2 separate regions of the Rattus norvegicus genome follow, and region 2 is linked to region 1. A link is a contact called in public Hi-C data. All regions are on one chromosome and are shown on one strand. Each heading gives the region's core, a stretch centred on a gene start, on an enhancer-like site or on the middle of the called end of the contact. The rest is flanking DNA. Distances are from core to core; before and after follow the strand shown. Region 1 holds the start of Ryr1 (ryanodine receptor 1). Region 2 holds the start of Ppp1r14a (protein phosphatase 1, regulatory (inhibitor) subunit 14A).

The links. Hi-C and Micro-C count contacts between places; a contact is called where the count stands out from the background.
Region 2: a contact with region 1 is called in a Hi-C map of liver, with 3 times the contacts expected there. The contact joins the promoter of Ppp1r14a here to the promoter of Ryr1 in region 1. A contact is called at or near these places in 4 of 12 Hi-C or Micro-C datasets (Schwann cells, kidney and liver).

What each region holds. Positions count from the first base shown.
Region 1 is chr1:93,548,209-93,554,530 of GRCr8, reverse strand. Ryr1 (ryanodine receptor 1) reads left to right here and starts at 3,226. Exons shown (of 106, transcript NM_001419537.1): 1 at 3,226-3,413. The coding sequence starts at 3,363. The region is part of intron 1 of LOC103689966 (MARCKS-related protein-like); the gene reads right to left.
Region 2 is chr1:93,712,680-93,718,637 of GRCr8, reverse strand. Ppp1r14a (protein phosphatase 1, regulatory (inhibitor) subunit 14A) reads right to left here and starts at 4,536. Exons shown (of 4, transcript NM_130403.2): 1 at 4,314-4,536; 2 at 2,258-2,338; 3 at 1,773-1,805; 4 at 420-620. The coding sequence starts at 4,514. The coding sequence ends at 492. The region is part of intron 1 of LOC103689966 (MARCKS-related protein-like); the gene reads right to left.

The DNA of each region.
Region 1 (6,322 bases), core at 1,977-4,476:
CCGAACCCAGGGCCTTGCGCTTCCTAGGTAAGCGCTCTACCACTGAGCTAAATCCCCAGCCCCCATTTTATTGATTTATTGATTGACAGGATCTGGCTGGACTAGGACTCACTCTGTAGACCAGGTTGGCCTTGAACTCACAGAGATCCACCTGCCTCAAGTGCTGGGACTAAAGGCGTGGGCCTAAGCCCTTTTGAGAAGATGTTTACACACACATTTTGTTTGTTTGAAACAGGGTTTCTGTAGCCCAGGCTAAGTTGCTGTGTAGATGGGGATGAGCTTGAAGTCTTGATTCTCCTGCCTACACGCCAAGTGCTGGGATTTCTGTGCACAACCAGGTATGTTTAATATAGTGCTGGGGACCAAACACAAGGCTCTTTGCACACCGGGCAAGCAGCCTACTAACTGGCTACATCTTGCCCACCCCGCCTTAGTTTATCTCTAAGATTTATCTAATGTTATGCTTATGAGCATTATTGCCTGGTGTTTGAGGCGGTCAGAAGAGGCCATCAGATCCCCCGGAACTTAAGTTATAAATGGTTGTGAGCTACCATGTGTGTGCTGGGAAGATGATCCAGATCCTCTGCAAGAACAGCAGGCGCTCTTAATTTCTGAACCATCTCTCCAGCTATTTTTTAAAATTACATTACAACATTTATTTTGTGTGAGTATGTATGTGTGTGTATGTGTATGTGTGTATATGTATATGTCTCTGTGTATGTGTGTATGCGTGAATGTGTGTATGTATGTATATGTGTGTGTGCGTGTGTGCATGTGTGACTGTGGCTGTGTGTGGATGTGTGTGTACATGTATGTGTTTGTGTATATGCATGTGTGTATGTGTGTGCATGTGTATGTATGTGTGTGTACATGTGTGTGTGTGGCTGTGGCTGTGTGTGGATGTGTGTGTGCATGTATGTATGTGTATGTGTACATGTGTGTATGTGTGTGTGCATGTATTGTGTGCATGTGTGTATGTATGTGTGTGGCTGTGTGTGTGCGTGTATGTATGTGTGTGTACATGTGTGTATGTGTGTGCATGTGTGCATGTGTGTATGTATGTGCATGTGTGTATGTATATGTGTGTGCGTGTGTGTATGTATGTGTGTGGCTGTGGCTGTGTGTGGCTGTGTGTGTATGCATGTATGTGTCTGTGTGTATGCATGTGTGTATGTGTGTGTGCATGTGTGTATGTATATATGTGTGTGTCTGTGTGTGTGTAGGTTGCCCACACCACCATGGCTGCCATGTGAAGGTAAACAGTCATCTTATGGAGCCCTTTCTTCATTCTATTATTTGGGTCGTTGGGATTGAATTCAGATCATCATCAGGTTTGGGGGCAAGCAGTCCACTAGCTGAGTTATCTTGTTGGCCCTTATTTATTTTATTTTTGAGACAGGTGATCATATATAGCTCTGTTTGGCCTAGAACTCACTCTGTAGGCTAAACTGGCCTCAAACTTACCAAGCTCTGCCTGCTTCTGCCTCCCAAGGGATGACATTAAAGGCATGCGCCACCATCCTGCCTCTTTTTTTTTTTTTTTTTTTTAATTTTTGAGCTAGAGATTCATGTAATGCAGTTTGGCCTGGAATGTACTATGTAGCCAAGGCTGGCCTGGAATTCCTAATCCTTCTACCTTTACCTCCTAGAGTGGAGGGTTACAGACATGTACCTCCACATGGCTAAATTAGAAAAACATGGGGCTGGGGATTTAGCTCAGTGGTAGAGCGCTTACCTAGGAAGCGCAAAGCCCTGGGTTCGGTCCCCAGCTCAAAAAAAAAAAAAAAAGAAAAGAAAAACATATGAAGATATGGAGGTGTTGAAGTGTAGCGGTTAGGAACCCAATCTTTAGGTCTAGATCCCAGCTCAGCCTCTGTGATGTTGTGTAAGGTGCCTGACTCCATCTCTCAAACTCAGCTCTTCGCATCTGCAGACTTGGCACTGTGAGAACGGGGAAAGTGTGCCCCCTAGAGGTTACCCTGGGGACTACAAGGCATTCAGGAGGTCCCCGCCGGGAACACGTGCTTTTATTTTCTGCTGTTAAGGATGCCAATAATAGCAGGGTGGTAATAAAAAGATCTTAGCTCACACCTGAAATGCAACAGGTGGGTAAGGGACATCAGCCAGGACTATTCCAAAAGGCAGTTTTTAGCTGGGGGCTCGGGGTGGGGTGACACATTTGTTTAATCTCAGTGCTAGGAGGCGGAGGCTTGGGATGTTTGTGAGTTCAAGGTCAGACTGGTGTTTTCTCCCCCTTTTCCCCTCTCTCCCACACACAGGGTATCATGTAGCACAGGCTGGCCTCTAACTAGCTAGGGAGGCGAGGATGGCTTTGAGTTACTGATCCTCTTGTCTTCAACTTTCTGCTTGCTGGAATTACAGACGAGCACCGCCACACCCAGTTTGTGTGGTGCTGGATGGAACCCGGGGCTTTGTGACAGCTAGATAAACTCTATCGACTGAGACATGACTGCAACCCTGTTTTTGTCTCCGTTTTGAGACAGGGTCTTATTATACAGCCCCAGCTCCAAATTTACAATCCTCCTGCCTCGATCTCTTCAGAACTTGGATGAGGAGCCGTACCACTATGTCTGACACTAAGTGGTTTTTTGTTTTTTGTTTTTTGTTTTTTTTAACGTTAGGGGATGTGGTGTGCATCCAAGCACAACTGTGTTATTCTGTGGCAAGGATAAAGCTCAGTTTAGCCATTAAGAAAGGGTGGAACTGGAGCTGGGGATTTAGCTCAGTGGTAGAGCGCTTACCTAGGAAGCGCAAGGCCCTGGGTTCGGTCGGTCCCCAGCTCCGAAAAAAAGAACCAAAAAAAAAAAAAAAAAAAGAAAGGGTGGAACTAGGCTGAGGGTGTAGCCCAATGGTAGAATGCTTGCCTAGCATGCAAGTGACCCAGGGTTTGAAATCAGATGGGGCCAGATGTTCAAGATGATCCTTGACTACATACGAGTTTAAGGCCATCCTGAGGAACATGCTATTCAGAGAGAGGGAGAGGGAGAGCTAACTAAACACATATATACATGATATCTCACTGTGGTCATGGCCACTCGGCTACTTTCTAGAGACCCAGACCACTGAAGCGAACATCTTCCACCAAGTTTGTGCTGTGGGCGGGGTTCTGGACGGGGGCGTGGCCTGTCCCATACTTGCCCAATGGGTGTGCGGTGGGGCGGGGACCTCCTTGCATCTGAGTCCTGCACAGGGCATGCTTCCTGCAGTTCCATCTCCCTCGCGGGTGCCTCTGGCTCCCCTAGAGGTCTCGGACCCCAGCCCGCCCTCAACCCACCCGCCCAGCCTGCAGCCCTCTCTCGCCATCCTCAGACCTTAGCCCGGGACACCCGGGGATTGCCATCATGGGTGATGGAGGAGGTGAAGGCGAGGACGAGGTCCAGTTTTTGCGGACGGTATGTTTTGTCTGGGTCAGGAGGCTTTGGGGCGATTTCTTGCTTACTTTTCTGAGAGTCCCTCTCTGTCTCTTCCCTGCTTGCTGGTGGTCTCTGAAATCGAGGTCACTTTGTTGTTAACGTCTTTTCTCATCACCTTTTCGACCACGGAGAATTAGCAGGACTTAGGAGGACTGAGTGGGCAGGAGGAGGTGGGATCCTCAGAAGCCCTCTTCTGACATAAGAGATTTGGGGTCATTGAGGGAGCACCACCCCCCTCCCGCCATTCTGAAAGCAGGCACTTGAGGAAGGTGGTTCTAATTCTTCGGCTTAATTTAGCCGTCCTCCACCGCCACCCCGCCACCCCAGTCCTCATTTGTGTCTTGCTCCAGGCTTTGACCTATTTAAATTCTTGGGAAGGGGGCTGGGGTGGACTGGACAATACCTTTCTTTTCTACTCCCCGCTTTTGGAGGTCTCCTTAGGGGTCTCTTGGATCGTAAATGTACTTTCCTCCTCGGTTTTGGTGAGGAGGATCAAGTAGTGTGGCCTCTGAGGGTATGGTGATAAAGTCTCTTCCAGCTCCTTGGTATGTCTTGTGTCTCTGTCTCTGTCTCTGTCTTTGTCTCTTGTCCCTTGGCTTTAGCCTTCTGCATTTTGCTGTCCCTCTGGTCCTGTCTCCCTAAATCTCGGATCCCTAGCTGGGGGCAGGGATGGGACTTGGGACAACAGGTGTCTCTCCCAGAATAGCACTCTTTTCTGGGCTCTGGGTAGGGGACAGGGAGGGGACAAGAGGGGGGAGGGGCTGCCTCTTTCTTAGTCCTTCCCACCATACCCTCCCCCGGGCCGACATGGGGGTTGGGGTATGGGAGATGGTCTCTCTTTGGGGCCAGGTCTGCTGACCCTGCACTCTTCCTCTTCCCCTAGATCCTGGGTCTGGGCAGAAATGCTGACACAGCATTCCTGACCCAGAATAGGACCTTGGCAGGCTGGGTCCGGTTTCTTGGGAGGGAGGAACAAACAGCTGGGGCTGGTAATGAAGGATGGGGACAGCTGGATGTGAAGCCACCGGAGGAGGACATCTCCCAGCCCCAGCCCCTTAGCCTACACCATGGCCTTCCACTGCCCTAAAAAGCCAATGGCTCCCAGCTCCTGAGCAGTCACTCTACACTAGGCCCCATGCCCAGGGCCTCGGCCTCCTGAGGTGTCTAATTATATTCTCATTGCCCTATCTTCTGAGGTAGGGCCCTATCTTTATCTCCCTGGGAGATTTGAGGGAAACCAAGCCCCAAGTGGTAAACTTGCCCAAGGTCAAGGCCAGGAAGTGGCATCTCTGAGTGCCCTGGGAGACCAAGTCTTGCTTTCAACAGAGGAGATCTGGACCCAGGCTTGCTAGAGTAGTCAGTGTCAGGGGGTCAACGGCCCCAGCCTGGGTCTGTTTGCCTCAAGGTTCCTGAGGTTGTGTGGTATTTTCTTTAAGAAAAAAAAAATCTTGATTGCGTTATATCCCCCCTATAAGAAAGAATCTGCTTTGCAACCCAAGCCATTCTTTACATATTTATTGGTATCGTTAAACAAAAAGAAAATTCCAACTTTAAAGGAGGTTGTGGAGTTCGAGACCAGCCTAAGTAACCTAGGGAGGCTTGGTGTCAACTTGACTGTGGCATAACTGACAAGCTGCAAATTATACAGATTCAAACAACAGGGTGGTGTTTGAGAGGATTTGTATGTACGGAAAGCTGGCTTCACACTTGACACATAGCCAAGGATGACCTTGAACTCCTGATCCTTTTGTTTCTACCTCTCAAGTCCCGCTGTGTCTGGTGTAGGTGGGTTTTGACACATTTTGCAAACAAAGTAACCAGCATGGTGAAACTTCCTTCACCCCAGAGGCCCCTCCCGCCCTTCCCAGCAATCACTAGGTCCGCGCCTTCTCCTACCCACATGTTATCAACCACCACTAGAATTTCATATGTGATGTGTGCTCAGGATATTTTTTGACATGCAGCATGTATCTTAGCTTGAATCCCTTTTGTGGAGGATCCCATATCACATATTTGCTTGTTGTCGGGATGGAAATCGAGGCTCGTGTCTGGACAAACCGCACCAGGCCAACACGGTCTCACGTGGAGGAGGTTTATTGGGATGGCGTAGACAGGGGATGGGGGCGGTGGTAAGAGAGGAAGAAGAGAGAGAGAGAAAAGAGGAAGGGGGCAGGAAAGATCTGCCTTTCATTTGAAATGTGACGCAACTGCTCCCAGGTGAAGGTGGGAGCTCAACCAAAGGTTTGCTGGGAATGTGTGACCATTGCCGTGGCAACAGATGCGCAGGTGACCAGGTGACGTCACTGCTGGAGGCGAAAGCAGTTCCTGACACCAACACGTGTATCTGCACTTGTGCATGCGGAGTTAGCCACATCTTCACTATTTTTTTTTCTTTTCTTTTTTTCGGAGCTGGGGACCGAACCCAGGGCCTTGCGATTGCTAGGCAAGCGCTCTACCACTGAGCTAAATCCCCAACCCCACTATTTTGATACTACATACAATCCCAGTGAACATTCACACTCACTAAAAATAAGGTCTCTGTATAGTCCTGGCTAGCCTAGAATTCCCAATGCAGGTCATACTCGTCTCACTATGATCCACCTACCTCTGCTCCTCCAGTATTTTTCTTTTGGGGAGATTGGCTTTTTTTTTGAGGCAGGGTTTCTCTGTGTTGTTCTCTGTAGACCAGGCTGGCCCAGAACTTAGAAACCCTCCACCTCTGTTTCCCGAGTGCTGGGATTAAAGATGTGTGCACACACCACCCATCTTGCCACACCGATTTTTCCCCCTCAGACACATTTATTAATGCCACATTGTAAATGGTAGGTAGGTATTCAGTGATGTTCCATGTCCCCATCAAACACAGTTTGCTTAAGTTTAACCAATAT
Region 2 (5,958 bases), core at 3,287-5,786, 160 kb before region 1:
TGGCTGAATTGGGCTCTTCTCTCCCACTTCAGTGCCATGTACTGCTGTTCTGCGGCCTCGGCTCCCAGTTACCCCAACCACACTCGTCATAGGGTGGACTAGTGGCCTCATCGCTGTGTGATGCTCTATGGGAAGATGGCGGGGGTCATAGTGGGCCGCGCACATCCCCCGTGGCCCAGGGATCTGGCCCTGGCCTTCCCCAGGAGCTGGGACTGGGTCCATATGGGGGAGGTGGGGACAGGATGCGAGTCTCCAGGACGCCTTAGGGTCAGTAGGGTATGTTCTCAGGCTCTGTGGCCAAGAGGAATGTTTCTCCGTCTGTCAGGGCCAGCTGTGGCTTGGGGACCGAGGGCAGGGGCTGCAGAAGGCCAGGGTAATGGGGGGGGATGAGGGGGAGAGAGGAAAATCCAGACACCAGAGCCAGTTACGGAACCATTAAATACAACTTAGAAACAATCTGGGCTTTGGGGGTGGAGCAGAGGCGGGCGCAGTCACGGTGGAGCAGTGTGAGCCGGGTCCTGGCGGGGGCTCAGGCTGGGGTCATCTGAGGGGCTGGGCTGCGGGAAGCCCGGCTGCTTGTGCAGGCCCCGAAGCTTGGCCAATAGCTCCTGGACGAAGTCCTAGGGACAGAGTGGGATTCTGAGAACAGAGCAGGGGGGAGGCCTCCTACACCCCTAGGCCTGTGTCTCTTTGGGCAACAGTTTATTCAGGGTGGGATCTGGGGCCAAGGGGGGAGGGGTGGGCCCTAAGATAAGCAAGAGAAAGGGGGGAGGGGTGGGCAGAAAGATTGGAGGAGGCTGAAATTACGCCCCTCGTCTGTAGTTGTACCACAGGCAGGAGGATTGCTATGAATTTACACGCTGAGAACCTGTCTCAAGAAAAACGGGAAAGGTGCTGAAAGGTGGCTCAGTGGTTAAGAGCGGTGGCTGCTTTTCCAGAGGATCCAAGTTCAGTTCCCAGCACCCACACGGCAGCTCACAACTGTCTGTAAGTCCAGCTGTAGTGGACCTAAGCCATCTTCTGGCCTCCATGGGCACCAGGCATGTGTGTGGTGCACAGGCAGACATGGGGACAAAACACACAGCCACATAAAATGAAGTAAGGTAGAAATAGGGATGGGGAGACAAAGACCCCGATCTGAGAGAGACTTATAGACAGACACAGGCTCAGAAGGAAGGAGGAGATGTTTCTCAGGCTGGGAAACAGTCCCCAGAGACCAGGTCTGAGCCAGCTCCAGGCAGACTGACAGGCGGTGACGTTTGTCTCTCAGGCATCTAGGAGCTAAGGGTAGAACCATGAATATTTTCCCTTTTAAAGCTGGGAAGGAAGTGGGAGTGGCCGTGTTGCCCAGCTTCAGAACCTGCGGGATGGGGGCCCCTTCAAGAGGTATACAGGGAATCCCAGGACAGTATAGACAGTCAGGGGGGAGAGAGAGGGAGAGAGAGGGTGAGCCCCCCAGACAACCAGCAAGGGACAGGCACCATATGGGCAGAAACAGGAGCCCCATGGGGGATGGGCTCTGAGGCAGCAGCCTGTGGATCCCGGTGACAGATGGGGAGGAGGAGGAGGAGGGAGAGGAAGAGGGGAAGGGGGAAGAAGAGAGGGAGAGGGGGAAGGGAGAGGAGAGGGAGGGGGAGGAGATGGGGATGACAAAGAGCAGGACAGAGACGGGACCCCTAGGCCTGTCCCCACCCATCCTGGCCACGGCCTGCCTCCCCCTCTCTCACCCCCATAAAAGTGAGGGTCCACTCACGGAAAGACCAGAAACTCACCTCTGTGGGATTCAGGCAAGCCTCCAAGAGTCCCTGGGAGCAGGGGCAGAGGAAAAAAAAAAGACAAAGAATCAGTAAATAAATGACACCTATTCCCTCAGAGGCCCTCCCCTTTCCCAAGGGAACAAACAAAAGGCTGCCAGCCCCAAGGTGGACTGGCCAAGTGGCTTCGATCAGGCGCTGAAAGTAACCAGTTCCAGAAGGCCACACCTCTGCAGGGCGGTCAGAGGGAAGGACAGGGCAGCAGGGCAGTCTGATTTTGGCTCCTAGCTTTGGACAAGCTGTGTGACCCTGAGCAAATACTTCAGCCTCTCTAAGTCTAACTTTCCTTGCAGTGGTAAATGTGCCCACTTTATAGTGTTTTGTGGAGGATTTAGTGTCTGGCTTAGGAAGTGTTTAATAAACATGTCATCTTGGGCTGTCCTGTTTAGGGCCCTGTGAGTTGCTGGGCTGGGGGGAGGGGCAACTCTCTCCTTTGCACCTACCCGGATTTTCCGGCATCTTTCCTCCTCACTGTCCAATTCCAGCAGCTCGTCGATGTTGACCTCATCTGGCATGTCTGCCTCCTAAGGCCAGGGAGAGCAAGCCGGTTAGAGCCCATGCCTCCCCTGTGCCCCACCGCACAGCCTTTTGTCCAGGGCTCTGGAGGCGTTTCACCAAGCCGGGACCAGCTGGACCCAGCTGACCGGGCCTGCAGTGATAATGTGGCAGGCAGGGACAGCGCCACTGAGTCAAACATCTGGGTCTGGGGGTGGGGGTGAGGGGAGTGGCAGATGGGCGGGAGGAGGCCCAGGTCCCGGTACCAGCCCGATGCCTGCACCCTTGGCTCAGCCCCGGGGTCCTTGGGGCTGGCTGGCACAGGGCTCTCTCCTTGGCTGCAGTTCCTACTCGGCAAAGCAGGCCCGGTCCAGTCTCGGAATGTCAGATTCTGGGATTCGGGAGGGATTGGCTTCTGCCCTTTCAAGGGAAAGTCTTAGCAGTGGTGTGGGGGAGGGGGGCCAGCTGGGGCGGGCCCCTTCCCATGGGGACAAGAAGGGCTTCTGGGCTTAGGGCCAGTCAAGCCTCCCTGGGCCACATTGCAGGCTGCTGGGTCAGAGAAGTGACCACCTAGGTTCACCATGGCTGGCTAGCAGAAATCGTCTCTGAGGGAAGGCTAAGGCCTCATGGTGGTGGTATAAAAGATATCTGGTTATGTTGTGGACAAGACCCAGATATCCTAGGCCAGAGGCCCCTGGGCCAGAGCCTCTACTTTCCCAGTCTAAAGTCCTGCTGTCCAACTGGGAAGTGAAGGTGTTGCCCTGTGTGGGAGATGGGACCTCTGGCATCTAAGTGTGCCTGGCCTACTTGACCTGAGTGTACCCAGTGCAGCTGCCTCTCTCCAGTGTGGCTATCTCATGTCAGACATGGCAAGCTGTAGGGACCATCTTTATCTTTTTTTTTTTTTTTTAAAATAGGGTCTTTCTATGTAGCCCTGGATGACCTGGAACTCACTCTGTAGACCTGGCTAGCTTCGAACTCACAGAGATCTGTCTGCCTCGGCCTCCCCGGTGCTGGGTCTAAAAGGTGTGAGGTACGTCACCGTACCACGTTTGCTTTGGGTTTTTCAGACAGGGTCTCCTTATCCAAGGTTGTCCTTGAACCCCTAACCCTTCAGCCTTTACCTCCCAAGTGCTGACATCACAAGCATTCTTGGCCCAGCTCTTGGTTTCTAACACTCTGTGTTCCTGGGACACTTTTACCAGTTCCGTGTGTAATTTCCACAGATGTGTGTGTGTGTATGTGTGTGTGTGTGTGTGTGGTGTGTGGAGTTGTGACATCTGCCCTTCAGTTTGTAGGCAGTGAGACTTTTTTTTTTTTTTTTTGACAGCAGATAATGGCCCTATGTAACTTGAGTCACTTTGTGTCCCCAGATAGTATTGGAGCTCAGAGCACTGCGGCTGAAACCGATGCGTATCTGTGCAGCTGCATCTCCTCACTTGGCGCCGAGGTGATTGTGCTGTGCGTGCGTTATTGTGCCTATGCCAGGCCATGCTGTCCCTTAAATTAATCCACTTGTATTCCTGTGAGTTTGTGTGCGGCTCACTTTGGTGCTGTGTCTGTGAGTGGCTGTGACTTCCGTCATCTGTGTATACTGTTGCTTCCTCTGCTGAGAGTCTCTGCTGTCCTATCTCCCTTGCCACCCCATGTCTATGTTTGGCTTAAGGACATCCCCGTCCCTATCCGTTCTCTCAATATGTTGTCTCTACCCCCCCCCGCCCCCTCCTTCTTTCTCATCTCATCTCCAGACCTTCCTTCCCAGTTGTCTGGGTTGTCTGGACACACACACGTCTGGGGACCCTGAGTGCATGTCTGGGTGTCCACAAGCTGGATGCCTCTAAGCATAGACCAGAGCCTTGGGGCATGAATCCTCCTAGCAAAGGCCGCTGTCGGTGCACCAGTGAGCATGTACTAGGGTCACCAAGGTCGCAGGGTCGCAGGTCGCAGGGTCTGCAGGGTCTCAGGCTACCTCCGTTCCCCAATCCCGGCCCCTCTGGGTCTCACCCTGCCGCGGTACAGCTCTTCCAAGCGTCCGTCGATCCACTTCTCCACGTCCAGTCGCCGCTGCAGCTCTCGCCGGTCGTATTTGACGGTGACTCGCGCGTGCCGCTTCTGCAGCCCACTAGGGCTGCCCCCCGGGCCGCGGGCACGCGAAGGGGACTGCAGCTTGCTCAGCACGCGCTTGCCCAGCCGCTGCGCTGCCATCACGCCGCCGTCCGCTGTCTGCACTTTACGCTCTGTCTTGCGCTTGGGTCTCTAACGGGCCGGGGTGGGGCGGGGCCACCGGGGGCGGGGGCTCGTGTTCTGGGACCCGCCCCACTCCGACCAGCGGGCCTCAGTTTCCCTTCCTACAGAGACGTGCAGGCTAATGTGCAGGCTTCGACCTCTGGGTCCTGCGGGGATACAGATGGGGTGGGGGCCCATCTCAGAGGGCTCCGGGGCGCTCAACTCAGGGCGGGGTCCCGGGACACGCTCTGGGGTCGGCCCTGTTACGCCCTCTGGCGGTAGCGAAGGGTGTTGCGGGGGCGCCGGGGCTTAGCTGTACAGGACGGGGGTGGGGGTGGGGGTGGGGTGGGGTAACCCCTGAAGTTTCTCTTTTTCAGAGAAATTTATTAGCCACGCCTGGCCTTGAACTCTTAAACCTCCTGCCTCCACTTCCTAAGTGACGCGATTCCAAACCTGAGGAACAACTTTTTCTCTTTCTTTCTTTCTTTCATTCTTTCTTTCGTTCTTTCCGTGTTTCTTTTTCGACTAGAAGGTGATCGGAACAGACTCGAGGACCTCAGGGATGCTAAGCAAGTACTTGAATCATCATTTAGTTTACCCCACTCACTCATTCACGCACTTATCCACCCATCTATCCGTCCATTTATTCACTTGTTCCAGTGCACAGTGTTTACTGAGTGGTGTCAACAGCATTTAACTCTGGCACTTAGGAGGTGGAGGCAGGAGATTCAGGGATTCAAGGTGAGGACAGGATACAGAGTGAGTTTCAGACTTCAGGACAAGCTGAGCTGTGGACCTGCCACAGACAGACAGACAGACAGACAGACAGACAGACAGCCTGGGCGAGTGAGATAGCTCCCTTGGTAAAGAGGCTTGGTGCTAAGCCTAAGGACCTAGCATGATGAATTGAATCTCAACTACTGAGGAGGGGTGGTAAAGACAGTACAAGAGAGGCTGAGGCAGGAGGATAGATGAAAATTCAAGGTACACTTGGGCTACATGCTGAGAATTACCTCAAAAACGGGAGGTGGGGGGAACCTGGAGAGATGGCTCAGCAGTTAAGAGCATCATCTGCACTTGTGGAGGGATCGGATTCAGTTCCCAGCACACACACACACACACACACACACATACACAGACACACACATACACACACATACACACACACACGCACACATACACACACGCACACACACATACACACACATACATACACGCACACACACACATACATACACGCACACACAATACACACACGCACACACACATACACACACGCACACACGCACATACACACACATACATACACGCACACACACATACACACATACATACATACACGCACACACACATACATACATATACGCACACACACATACACACATACATACATACATGCACACACATACATACACATACACAC